Linked DNA regions of Mus musculus: all the other regions are linked to region 1. Evidence: chromatin contacts called from public HiChIP or PLAC-seq data. All regions are on one chromosome and are shown on one strand. The core of a region is the stretch at or near the end of the contact, and the rest is flanking DNA. Distances in the headings are between cores, read along the strand shown.

Region 1 (3,531 bases), core at 575-3,074:
AGCTCGAGGCCACTCTGGTCACATGAAGTGTCTTATTTACTTTTAAGTTTAAAAAATATCCAAGTTTTATATTCAGTATATTAAATTTTTAATAAACATTTAGATATATGAAGTATTAATATGGCTCCTGTATCATTTACCTTTGGTTATTTTTTGCAGTTGTTTTAATAATTTGCATGCAATGAAAATCTCCAGATCAGTTAACTGTTGGCTTGCCTCTCTCAGTACAGGTAACCATCTTGGCCCTGGACTCATACAAAGCTCTCAGCTTTAAACTTCAGGGTCTCCCAGTTGCTATCAGCTGACTCACTACAATGTCTTTATTTTTTCTTTCTCAATGGAGGTCTTTAGAATCTGAAGAACTGTGGACAATGCTTAGCATGTCTTTTACTTTGTTTTTAAATTATTACTTAAATGCCCATTATCAATGATGACTGATGGGGCCAGTGAGATGGCTCAGCAAGTAATAGCATTTATCCCACAAACCAGACAACCTAACCTGAGTTTGATGGCCAGAACCCATGTCAAAAAAAAAAAAAAAAATCCAGCTGTGGGGAAACACATCTAAGGTCTACAAGCCTATTAGACGCACAGCCCGCATAGCCGGGCAGCTTTGTAAGCTAGCCATCTTGATACTCATGACAAGGGATGTACCTAAAGATGAAAGAAAAAACCAATTTCTGCAAGTTGTCTGCTGATCTCCACATGCATGCTAAGTCAGTCACACATGCATGTGTGCTCGAGTACAGGTGTACACGTACACACACACACACTGCGCGAGCACACACGCGGCACACACGCACCAATACAATATATATTAAATAAATGAGTCAAGATGCCTCAAAACTTTCACACAAGTCCTCAAAATACAGCTGAATTCTTTAAGCTCCAAAATTACTACGACTTAGCCCAGAGCTGTCAGGTGGGTAAGAAAGAGCTTAGCTTCATTACCTGCTCTGGTGGCTACACTTTTTATAAGTTTAATAATATTTATTTCTAGATATCCAAAATGAGACTGCTTCAACATGTTAATATATGAACCACTTGAGAAGTTTTATATCCGCCTTCTCCCTGCCAAGTCTTTTAAGTCTGATGTGTAACCAGGACTTGCAGCATTGCCTCTAGGAGACACAGCACTGTCTCCTCCCTTTAAAGTGAATCCACAGCCCTGGCTAAGGGACTACTGAAGTAGAAATTTCTGGTTTCTTTAACAACTCAGTCATGTCACGTGACTTTTTTGGGAAGCTATCTTGTGATATTTTACTGAAAACAAACACTTGAGAGAGCACGTGATGCCTAGAAAGAATATAAATAGAATCCCACAGACAGTGAGAGAGATATGCTCTTGCATTGTTATTTGTGTGACACTTCACTTCTTCACTGGTCTTCTTTAGACTTTGCTTTGTAGAGAGAAATGCATCAAAGAACCTCTTGTGGTATTCTGGCTGATTCTGGCCACTTCTACTGACTCATCCTGATTCAGCTAAGCCTTGCTGTTTATGTTGGACTGAGTCACCACTACTGATTTGTGTTTGGTGTTTGCTACTGAACTGGACTGCTGGTATCCTGACAACAAAGAGTGGAACTGCCTCAATGAACTACTAAACAGGTCTATAATTCTCTTTTGCTATTTTAACCTTCTTTTTTATCCCCTACCTCTGATCAGTGGGCTAGAAGGGAGGTTGAAATATTTAAGAACCCCAACTAAAGTAGGTTTTGAAAAATCTAAGAATACAGGTGGCACTCAACATGGCCTAGGCATAATGGGTAACTCTGCTACTTCTTGTATAGAGGAATAGGCAAGTTTTGATGGCTTAGCAATGTTGTGTAAGGAGGATGGCAAAATAAGAGAAACTGCCACTGGGTTGTTTCCTGCCTTGCTCCTGGAGGGGGTTCTCTGGTTTTGGTTCATAGGTTTCATGCATACCATTTTGAAAAAGATTATGGGGAAAGCTGAAAACTCAGAAGGCTCAGTCAATTCTCTTGGGTTAGAAAGGATTGCACGGTTGGCTATGCACTTAGAGTGTGTGGACAGAGGCTGAAGTGCTTGGAAAGCAAAAAGAGCCAGTGAGAGGAGAACAACACCACTGTTCGGCTTGGTGTCTGAGACAGAAATTTACCACACGATGAGAGAGGGAAGCAAACTAGGCTAGAAGACAACCTTGCCCTGCCCATGCACTTTGACTTATAGGTGCCCAGAGCACCTCCATGAGACAAGGGTTGAGGAAGAGCAAGAGGCACTACAGGGACAGGTTAGTATCCAGACAAGTGCACTGCCAGAGCATGTGCTTGGGGCTGCACAGGTACTTTCAGCTTTCCCAGGCTTTGTACAAATCTGATCTGATGATGTCATAATTGACGATGTTGTGTTGCTGCGTTAAGAGCTTGGGATGTGACTGAGCAGCCAGGGGGACAATCCATCTCATTCACTAAGGTAATACATGGCCCTGGGGAAGCCTTTATTGACTTCTTACAGATCAGGTTCAGCTATAAACAGACCAAATCAGACCCTGAAACCAGAGAGTACATTGACAGAGATCTTGGCATTTGAAAATGCAAATATTAAATGTAAGAGGTCAGTCAGTCCATTGAAAGCACAAGGAGCACCAATACACAAATGGATAAGAGAGACAATTGGTGCTGGCCTTCAGGAGCACCATGCCAATGTTATAGGAACCAAAATGCCCAGTGCTTTGTAATGAATTTGGTCATTTCAAGAAACTGTAAAAATAAAAGATTCAGGTCTCAAAATAGCAAGTGCATTAAGTCTGGAGAATATGGCATTCATAGACAAGAATAAGGAGGTTCTGGCTGCTATGAAACACAAAAGCTTCCAGGGTATTGTAGCCACTGTAGAAAGGGCAAACACTGGTCTAAAGATTGTAGGTCCAAGATATTCATAAGACATAACCTTACAGTTGGGAAACGAACCGAGCGGGCTTTCAGTTTGAGACCCTGGAGCAAACAATAAGAGCCATCTTCCTTTGGTCAGCCAGGAAATACCAAGTGGACAAGAAGATCAAAACTAAGTATTTCTGATCTTATAGATGCAGCTCAGGATCTTGCCAAAGATACATCTCTTACACTACCCCCCAAATTTCAATATTACAGGCTAACCACTGGTGTTTATGATCCTTTACTTTCAGGGATAGTAGGAATCTTGGGAAATTTTATTGTGCACCCAGGTATTATAAGTGGGAATAGCAAGAAAGATAAACAAATTATGATATATATGAAAAAGGAGGTACAAATTAATGCAAGGGATAAAACTGCTCAGCTGTTACTGTTTCCCTACATAAAGGGCAAGGCTACTCCAGTAGAAAGAACAGGGGCTTTTGGAAGTACTGGAAAATGTGTGTTCTGGCAAATAGTGGTTAATGATCAGAGATTCAAATTAATGGTACAAATGAATGGTGCAAATGAATGGTACAAATGAATGGTGTTGAAATACAGGTGGATACATGAGCTAACATTAGTATACTTTCCTAAAAGTCTTAGAATCCAGATTGGCCACTTCAGGTTTACACACAG
Region 2 (3,531 bases), core at 406-2,905, 690 kb before region 1:
GCCCCACTGATATGCAGCCTTACCACAGGACCAATGCAACGAAGCCAACTGTTAACAGGCAGAGCCAAAAATAAGCCTTTTCGTTCAATAAATTGATTTATACTGGGTATTTGTTATAGTGACAAATGCTGAGTAATTTCTTACCCAAGGGAGAGAGTTCCCCAACCTTGTATCTAGGAGTTGGTCATTTTTAAACTTTGGGGACATTTATAAATCTTCCATCTTTTATTTTTGAGAAAGGAAGGGACAGAGGTGGTATGGCATTTTTCTGTTCCCCACCCCAACCCCCAGGATTTATTACAGGGCCTATGTGAGCATTTACCAGGGAGATGGATGGGGAAGGTGCCAGGAGAACTAGTGATCATGGAAAGTTCCAGCATTGGCAGACAGCCTGATGCACAGAATAGGTGTTTAATGATTGTTCATTAACTTGAGTTTTCTCACTTTCTATTTTTTTAACGTGCTAAAGCATATATGGGTCACTAAAGAACACAGCCACTTGACCTGAAGAAAAAGGAACTCCTCCCTTAAATGCTGTGCTCGTGGACACGCTCTTGTGCCTCAGACAGCTGCAGTCACGTGGTTCTTAATTCAAACGCGCATGTGCTTCATAGAGTGGACACGAGACTCTAGTGGACACATAAGCTTCCTCAGGGCTCATGGTGAGGACATTGCCTTCCACATGGCATCAGAAAAAAACGTAATGTGCCTTTGCGTGTAATGGACATCCTCCTTGATTGTGGGGAGACAAGGATGATCTTAGATATACGAAGAAACTGGCTTAGGTGTCGTGACTGCTCTGCAGGTCTGTGCTGTCCAGGGGAGTCGGTGGGCCATGGCCAATGCCATAAAACTGTTTTCTTATTTTCATGGCTGTGCCATCCTGTATTTCTAGAGTTGTAGAAATGCAGAGCTCATGAATGACCACAGAAGCATGAAGAAAAAGCTACAGTTAAGATGGACTAGCACAGGTTCAAGGCAGAGGTCAAGACTTCTCACTTACGATTTTTTGCTATCACTCTGAGCTATGCAGACTTAAATATGATGCTAAATAGCTTCTACATTGTCCCTCTGTGCTCTTAAAAAAAAAGAGGTGGGCATACTCTGGCATTATTTTTTTTTTTTCATTTGCTTTTCCTAACCAAAAAGAACTGCTTCTTAGCTTTTATTTTTTAAATTCAGGTTTCCGTTTATACCATTGAACTTTCATTAAAATTTTTTTTCAGAACTTTTCTAAACATCTTCTTGATAATGTAGCTTGGTGCATGTAGGTTTTGTGTTTGTTTGTTTGTTTGTTTGGGGACTGAGCCAGGGTCTTGGGCATGCTGGCAAGTATTCTACCATGGCGAGAGCTTCCCCTTGCTTGATGCACTTAAAACTGACTTAATTTCCCTGCTTTATCATTGTCTTCTAGGTGTTGGAGACATTGCCCAAATGTAGGCACCTGTGTTATAAAGTTATACTCATAACCATAACTGTTAAAAGCACAGTCTGGAGGCAGACAGTTGAAACTGCGGACCACACTGGCTCTTCTCTTCAGACATCATCTGTCTGTTTCGTGGTTTGTAGTCTGATTGTGGTTAGAAACCTGGGCACTGATTCACGGAAACATATTTACATGGCAAATGATTAATCAATGCAGGTGCTTGAGTTATTGTGAGGTGGTTCCCCACTGGAGAACATCTTTGTGTTCGTTGTTGAATCACACAAACCCAAGACATCTGTGGTTTGACCACTTCAACGTCACACTAAAAGTACAGTTGATATTACCATTCTACTTAGGGGTGTATCCTTTAGTTGCAGTTAGTGGGTGAAGTCTGGGAGCCAGGCTCCTATTCCAACGCAGCAGTCCTAAGTAATTTAGGCTGCCAGAGCTTAAGAAGAGTCATTGCTTTCATTTTCTATGGACATCAAAAGAGAACATCAGCTCATCAACGGCAGCCGAGTTTCAGATGCTGCGCTGTTATGAAGCCAAAGGGGGAAATTGTACCTTTGCTTGTTTAAGCAAGGATAAGAGAATTTGTTTATGTTCCTTCCTTCTCAAAAACCAAGTTACCATGGAAGATGTCATCTTTTATACACCTGTTGTGTCTAAACACTAGACCTGAAGACCACCCAAACAATCTGTTACAAGTGCCTAAATAAATAAATAAATAAATAAATAAATAGAGTGGCAGTTGACAAAAGGATGTCAGACTTTTTGTCTGACACTCACCACTCCTAAGCAGAGCATTCACTCTGACTCCTGAGTTCTTAATTGTGCCAGGTACTGTGGAAGGTGCTGGGCATGTGCTAACTAAAGCACATGAACAGAAAAAGATAGTTAGTCTAACGCAGAGCAAAGCCTCCTGCAGTTGAGGCGAATGTAAAACCCAGGATAAAGCACAATAGAGTCATTCCTGCTTTGGAAGAGAACAAAGAATGCCCTGGAAAGACTCTTTAAAAAGCAGCACATGGTGGCCCATGGCTAGAACCCTAGCACTTGGGAGATTGAGGTCAAGGGGCCACAAGTTCAAGACTAGCCTGAGCTAAACAAGACCCAGTCTAAAACAAACAACAACAACAACAAAAAAATGAAAACAAGAGAAAAGTAAACAAAAACAAAAAAAGCAAGAAGTCAGCAAGACGACTCAGCAGAAAAAGGAACTCCTTCCACAAACACACCAACCTGTTTTAGCCTTGAATCTATATACAGGTAGGAAGAGAAAACAAACTCATGACGTTGTCCTTTGACCTGCACATGATTGCTGTGTTATGCTCAAGTCTCTCTCTCCCTGCTCCTCCTTCTTCTTTTTCTCCCTCCCCCTCCTTCTCTCTCTCTTCCTCTTCTTCCCCCTACCATGCACACACATAAATATAATACGAAATAAAAAGTTTAAATTAAGAATAAAGACAGAGCTGGGCATGGTGGCGCATGCCTTTAATCCCAGCACTCGGGAAGCAGAGGCAGGCGGATTTCTGAGTTCGAGGCTAGCCTGGTCTACAGAGTGAGTTCCAGGACAGCCAGGGCTACACAGAGAAACCCTATCTCGAAAAACCAATAAATAAATAAATAAATAAATAAATAAATAAATAAATAAATAAATAAAATAAAGACAGAGTCTTTGAATTATCAATCAAAATAGAAGCAGAGGACTTGAGGACATAAGGAAAGAGCTGATTAGTTGGCCAAGTATGCTGAAGGAGAGTAATGGGCTAAAGTGGCTCTTAGGGAAGAGGTTCATGTAGGCAGAGACTAGGCTTCTCCCAAAGAAGGAAAATGTATTTGCCAAGAGGCTACAGTCTCAAATCATGCTCCTTGTGGGTGTAAGTTTCTGTTTTCCTCATCCTTTGAGAGCCTCATCCTAGTCCTAGGCTCCTTAGGCCTAGGCTCCATGGACTGACCTCAAATTATTCTCCCTCTAAAGTGAATTGTTACAACATATCTTTCGATGACACTGGAAATTAAGATACAAAGTGCAAATAGCATACTATTGACCCCTGGGACTCACAGTGAGTAGGTTGATCAAATCCATGTTAGGTTCCAAGTGG
Region 3 (3,531 bases), core at 701-3,200, 620 kb before region 1:
AAAATGTCTTTTTCTTTTTCACACATTCATGGTGTGCATGTGTGCATAGGTGTTCACACACAGAGAGATGTGAGATTGTCAAGGGAGTCTTCCTCTAAGATATCCAAGGACTTGCAAACCTGGCTGGCTAGCCCACCAAGCATTCCTGTGAGCGCTGAGGATTGAAGCTTCAATCTTCCTTTGCATAGGAAGGAAGAGCTTTAATCAAAGCGTCTGCTCAGCTGGCAAAGACGTTTAACAATTTTGGGAGGGACAGGTTCAACCGATAGCAGAATCAGGGTTATTGAGAGCGAGGTCGCCATCCCCAGAGCCATGTGTGTGGTAGCTCAATAGAACAACTTGGGTTCAGAACTGACTTTGGAAATACCGTGCTGCCATGGGAAACCAACGTGGAGAGTGATTTGCTTAGCTCTCTCACGGAAATCTCGAGTCACTGTGTTTCCCTTTGTCTCTTCAAAGCGTTTCAAAACAGTACAAACAAAACAGTCATGCTTTTCCTGTGTTTTTAAAAAAATATCTCTGTGAACCTATTTCCATGGAATGACTTACAAATTTCTAGTCAGAAAAACAATATAAAACAGCACAACAACAACAACAACAAAATACCCACTTAAATTCTTTCAGCAGAGAAAAGGGCCAAAGAGAGCCACCATGACTTAGAAGGAAGCCCCGGGCTCCGCACCAGTTCTGGTGGGCTCACAGTTCTGCTTTTTTAACTTTGCTATCTTCTTGCTGCAAACTCTAAACACACAAATCTCATGCAAGGAGAGGCAGAAAGAAAAGCAACCTGTTTCCTTCTCAACAACTGGCAGAGCCTACTTCTTGGTCAGTCACTGTGCTGACATCAATCAAGCGTCATTACCACGCAAAGGTGGAGGTTATCTGCCCTGGAAGCACACAGGCTCATCATTTAAACAAAAGCATTCACGTAATGCCAAGGGATGTCCCTCGGCATGTCCCCAGAAGCCTTCCAAGTTTTTGTGAGCATCATCAACTCTTTTAGGTTTATTTAATTTCCCTCCCACCTTTCCATTTCTAAGCACAAGGATATTTTTTCAAGACCCTCAAAATTTATACAGCAGAAAGGTTTTGGAAAAAAACTCAGATGTAAATAATTGCTATGAATAATTCCTGTCTCTGGAAAAGCTCAGGGCTTGGATGTTGCCTTTATGTTTTAGAAGTTCATCATTGTTTAAGAATGATTGATTAAGAAAGGAAACTTTGTACCAGATGAATTTTCATCTTCACAGCTGTACACAAAACTTAAATTTCAGCAAAATAACTTCAGCAATGGTTTGGTTGTGTTTAAAGACATGGTTATTAAGTATATTCTAAACCAGTATTCCTCAAAGAAGTGACCGACAGATTACTGACCAGCCTGACACAAAGCACAAATAGTGTCAGGCAGATGTTTTCAAAAATGACCGTCAGGGAGATTATAGATGATGCTGAGATTTAAGGAAGTCACCACAAGAAAACAACTTCCGTAAAATACACACTTGCTACCAGAAGCTCAGGATGCCATTGCTGACTCTGACGGCTGGCTACTCTTCAGAGACACAAGCAAAGCTCGTGTTACAGTTATAGTAGGACCTGCCCTCAGATCACAAATATTGCCTGTGCCCAATAAGCAAAGCCAAGGAAACGTGAGAAATAGCAAGACGCAAACTTAAAAGGGACACATACCCGAATCCGCAGTCATGTAGTCAGTGGAAGTTCACAAGAGGTGTGGATCCTCCTTTCACCAGGTTCTTGAAAGTCTCTTCAAGGTGCCTGAACCCCTCAAGATGGCTGGGCTCCCCCTGAAAGAGCTGTTGTCCCCTCCATTGCTCAAGTCCAATTCATAAGTGAAGAGGAAAAGCAAAATAATAAAAAGAAGAAGAAAGAAAGAAAGAGATTTGCAAGCCTATTCGTGCCCAACAAACCACTACCTTGAAGGGGCTAGGCTTTGAGCTCAATGAAGTAAAGGCTGTTTGGCTAAATGGCAGGCCCACTTCCTCCTATTCTTTCCCTACTTAGTTTTCCGGCCTCCAGTGGAGCGCTGTTTTTTTCCCCTTTCCTGTGCTATAAATAAGCTGCTGCTGTGAGTACCGAGGAAAGAGGAGGCAGGAAATGTATTTGATTTCAAAAGGCAGTCAGAGGTGTGTGTGTTAGGTGTGTGTGTGTGTGTGTGTGTACAGTGTGCATGTGTGTGTGCGCACGTGTGCATGTGCACACATATGCATGTATGAGTGTGTGTGTGTGTTCCTTCCAAGTCTGCACTGGTAAACACACTGAAGAAAATTTAACCTAAATAATTCAACTTTAGTGTGAGCCATTGAGTTGTGACTTAACTGGTCCCTCAGTCTCTACTTGACTAGAAGTTGTCACTTCCCACCAGCGAAGCTTGAATTCAGAAATAATAGCATTTTCTGTGTAAACTACCACGAGCAGATTCACACTGCATCCTTCATTTCCTGAAAGACAAATTTGTGGGAGTGGGGGGGGGGTGCCTGAATACCAGGAGGAAGACCTGGTTCTGTTCTGTTCTTTTGCTTTCTGTCTTATTTTTTTCTTTCCTTTCCTTTCCTTTCCTTTCCTTTCCTTTCCTTTCCTTTCCTTTCCTTTCCTTTCCTTTCCTTTCCCTTCCCTTCCCTTCCTTTCCTTTCCTCAGACAGTTTAGACGATGCCTTACTACACAGCCCAAGCTAGGCTCAAACTCGTGATCCTCTTGCCTCACCGCTCAAATACTAGGATTACAAAGTGAGCACCATGTCAGACTCATTCTCTCCTTTCATTTAAAAATATGTTGAGGCTGGAAAGCTGACTCAGCAGGTTACAAGCACTTGCTAGCAACCCTAGGGGCTAGAAAGTGTTTTCCAGTACCCATAGAATAAGCCCAGCATCCCACAAATGCCTGTAACTCCAATTCTGAGAGTGCCAACACCCTCCTCTGGCCTCTACAAAGTGACCCCTCCAGTGTGTGTGTGTGTGTGTGTGTGTGTGTGTGTGTGTGTTCACACACACATGCAGAGGAATTATAAAAGTCTTTAAGAGAAAAAGTAGAGAATTTCTTGAGTCAAAATACCAAAAAAAAGAAAGAAAAAGAAAGAAAGAAAGAAAGAAAAGAAAAAAGGAATATACCTTCTGAATCTAATATGAATGGGAAAAACAGACATAGCTTTTCTGCATTCTTGCAATCCAAATTCCCTCATATTATTGACAATGCAAGCAAACCCCAAAATAATAGCATTTTTTCCCACATAACAGACGAGCAGCTAAAACTTTTGCTAACTTCTGATACTGATATGTAGAGAAACAACCATTTGTGTAATAGTAAGTAGAAGTATAAACTGGTCTGTATTATTTTTTAAAGATTTGTTTTACTTCTAATTACGTGTGTGTGGGGGGCACACCCATGAGTTCTAATGCCACTGGATACTAGAGATGTCAAATCCAATGGAACTAGCGTTATTAGCTGTTGTGAGATGTCTGACATGGGTGCTAGGAACTAAATCCAGGTCCCCTGCAAGAGCCAGATGAGCTCTTAAC

The links. HiChIP or PLAC-seq counts read pairs in DNA pulled down with a chosen protein or histone mark.
Region 2: a contact with region 1 is called in a FOXA1 HiChIP or PLAC-seq map of pancreatic cancer cells. The contact joins two enhancer-like sites. A contact is called at or near these places in 1 of 484 Hi-C or Micro-C datasets (bone marrow-derived macrophages) and 1 of 115 datasets of contacts at active chromatin or transcription factors (pancreatic cancer cells).
Region 3: an H3K4me3 HiChIP or PLAC-seq map of bone marrow-derived macrophages shows a contact between it and region 1, with 4 times the contacts expected there. The contact joins the promoter of Rasgrp3 here to the enhancer-like site in region 1. A contact is called at or near these places in 14 of 39 promoter capture datasets (the 3T3-L1 cell line, 3T3-L1-derived adipocytes, the C10 cell line and 9 more), 1 of 484 Hi-C or Micro-C datasets (cortical neurons), 2 of 115 datasets of contacts at active chromatin or transcription factors (bone marrow-derived macrophages and pancreatic cancer cells) and 1 of 9 other capture datasets (liver).

What each region holds. Positions count from the first base shown.
Region 1 is chr17:74,817,739-74,821,269 of GRCm38.p6, reverse strand. The region is part of intron 13 of Ttc27 (tetratricopeptide repeat domain 27); the gene reads right to left. Among named protein-coding and RNA genes, the nearest start is that of Ttc27, 100 kb to the right of the region's middle. Within about 2 kb of position 1,824, at least 48 of the 459 cell types and tissues checked have an H3K27ac peak or open chromatin away from gene starts, as enhancers often do. A contact at or near this core is called in the HPC-7 cell line, bone marrow-derived macrophages and pancreatic cancer cells, where this site is marked.
Region 2 is chr17:75,503,350-75,506,880 of GRCm38.p6, reverse strand. Rasgrp3 (RAS, guanyl releasing protein 3) reads right to left here. Exons shown (of 17, transcript NM_001166493.1): 9 at 3,492-3,531. Among named protein-coding and RNA genes, the nearest start is that of Fam98a, 47 kb to the left of the region's middle. Within about 2 kb of position 1,655, at least 22 of the 459 cell types and tissues checked have an H3K27ac peak or open chromatin away from gene starts, as enhancers often do. A contact at or near this core is called in pancreatic cancer cells, where this site is marked.
Region 3 is chr17:75,434,324-75,437,854 of GRCm38.p6, reverse strand. It overlaps Rasgrp3 (RAS, guanyl releasing protein 3), which reads right to left and starts at 1,950. Exons shown (of 17, transcript NM_001166493.1): 1 at 1,687-1,950.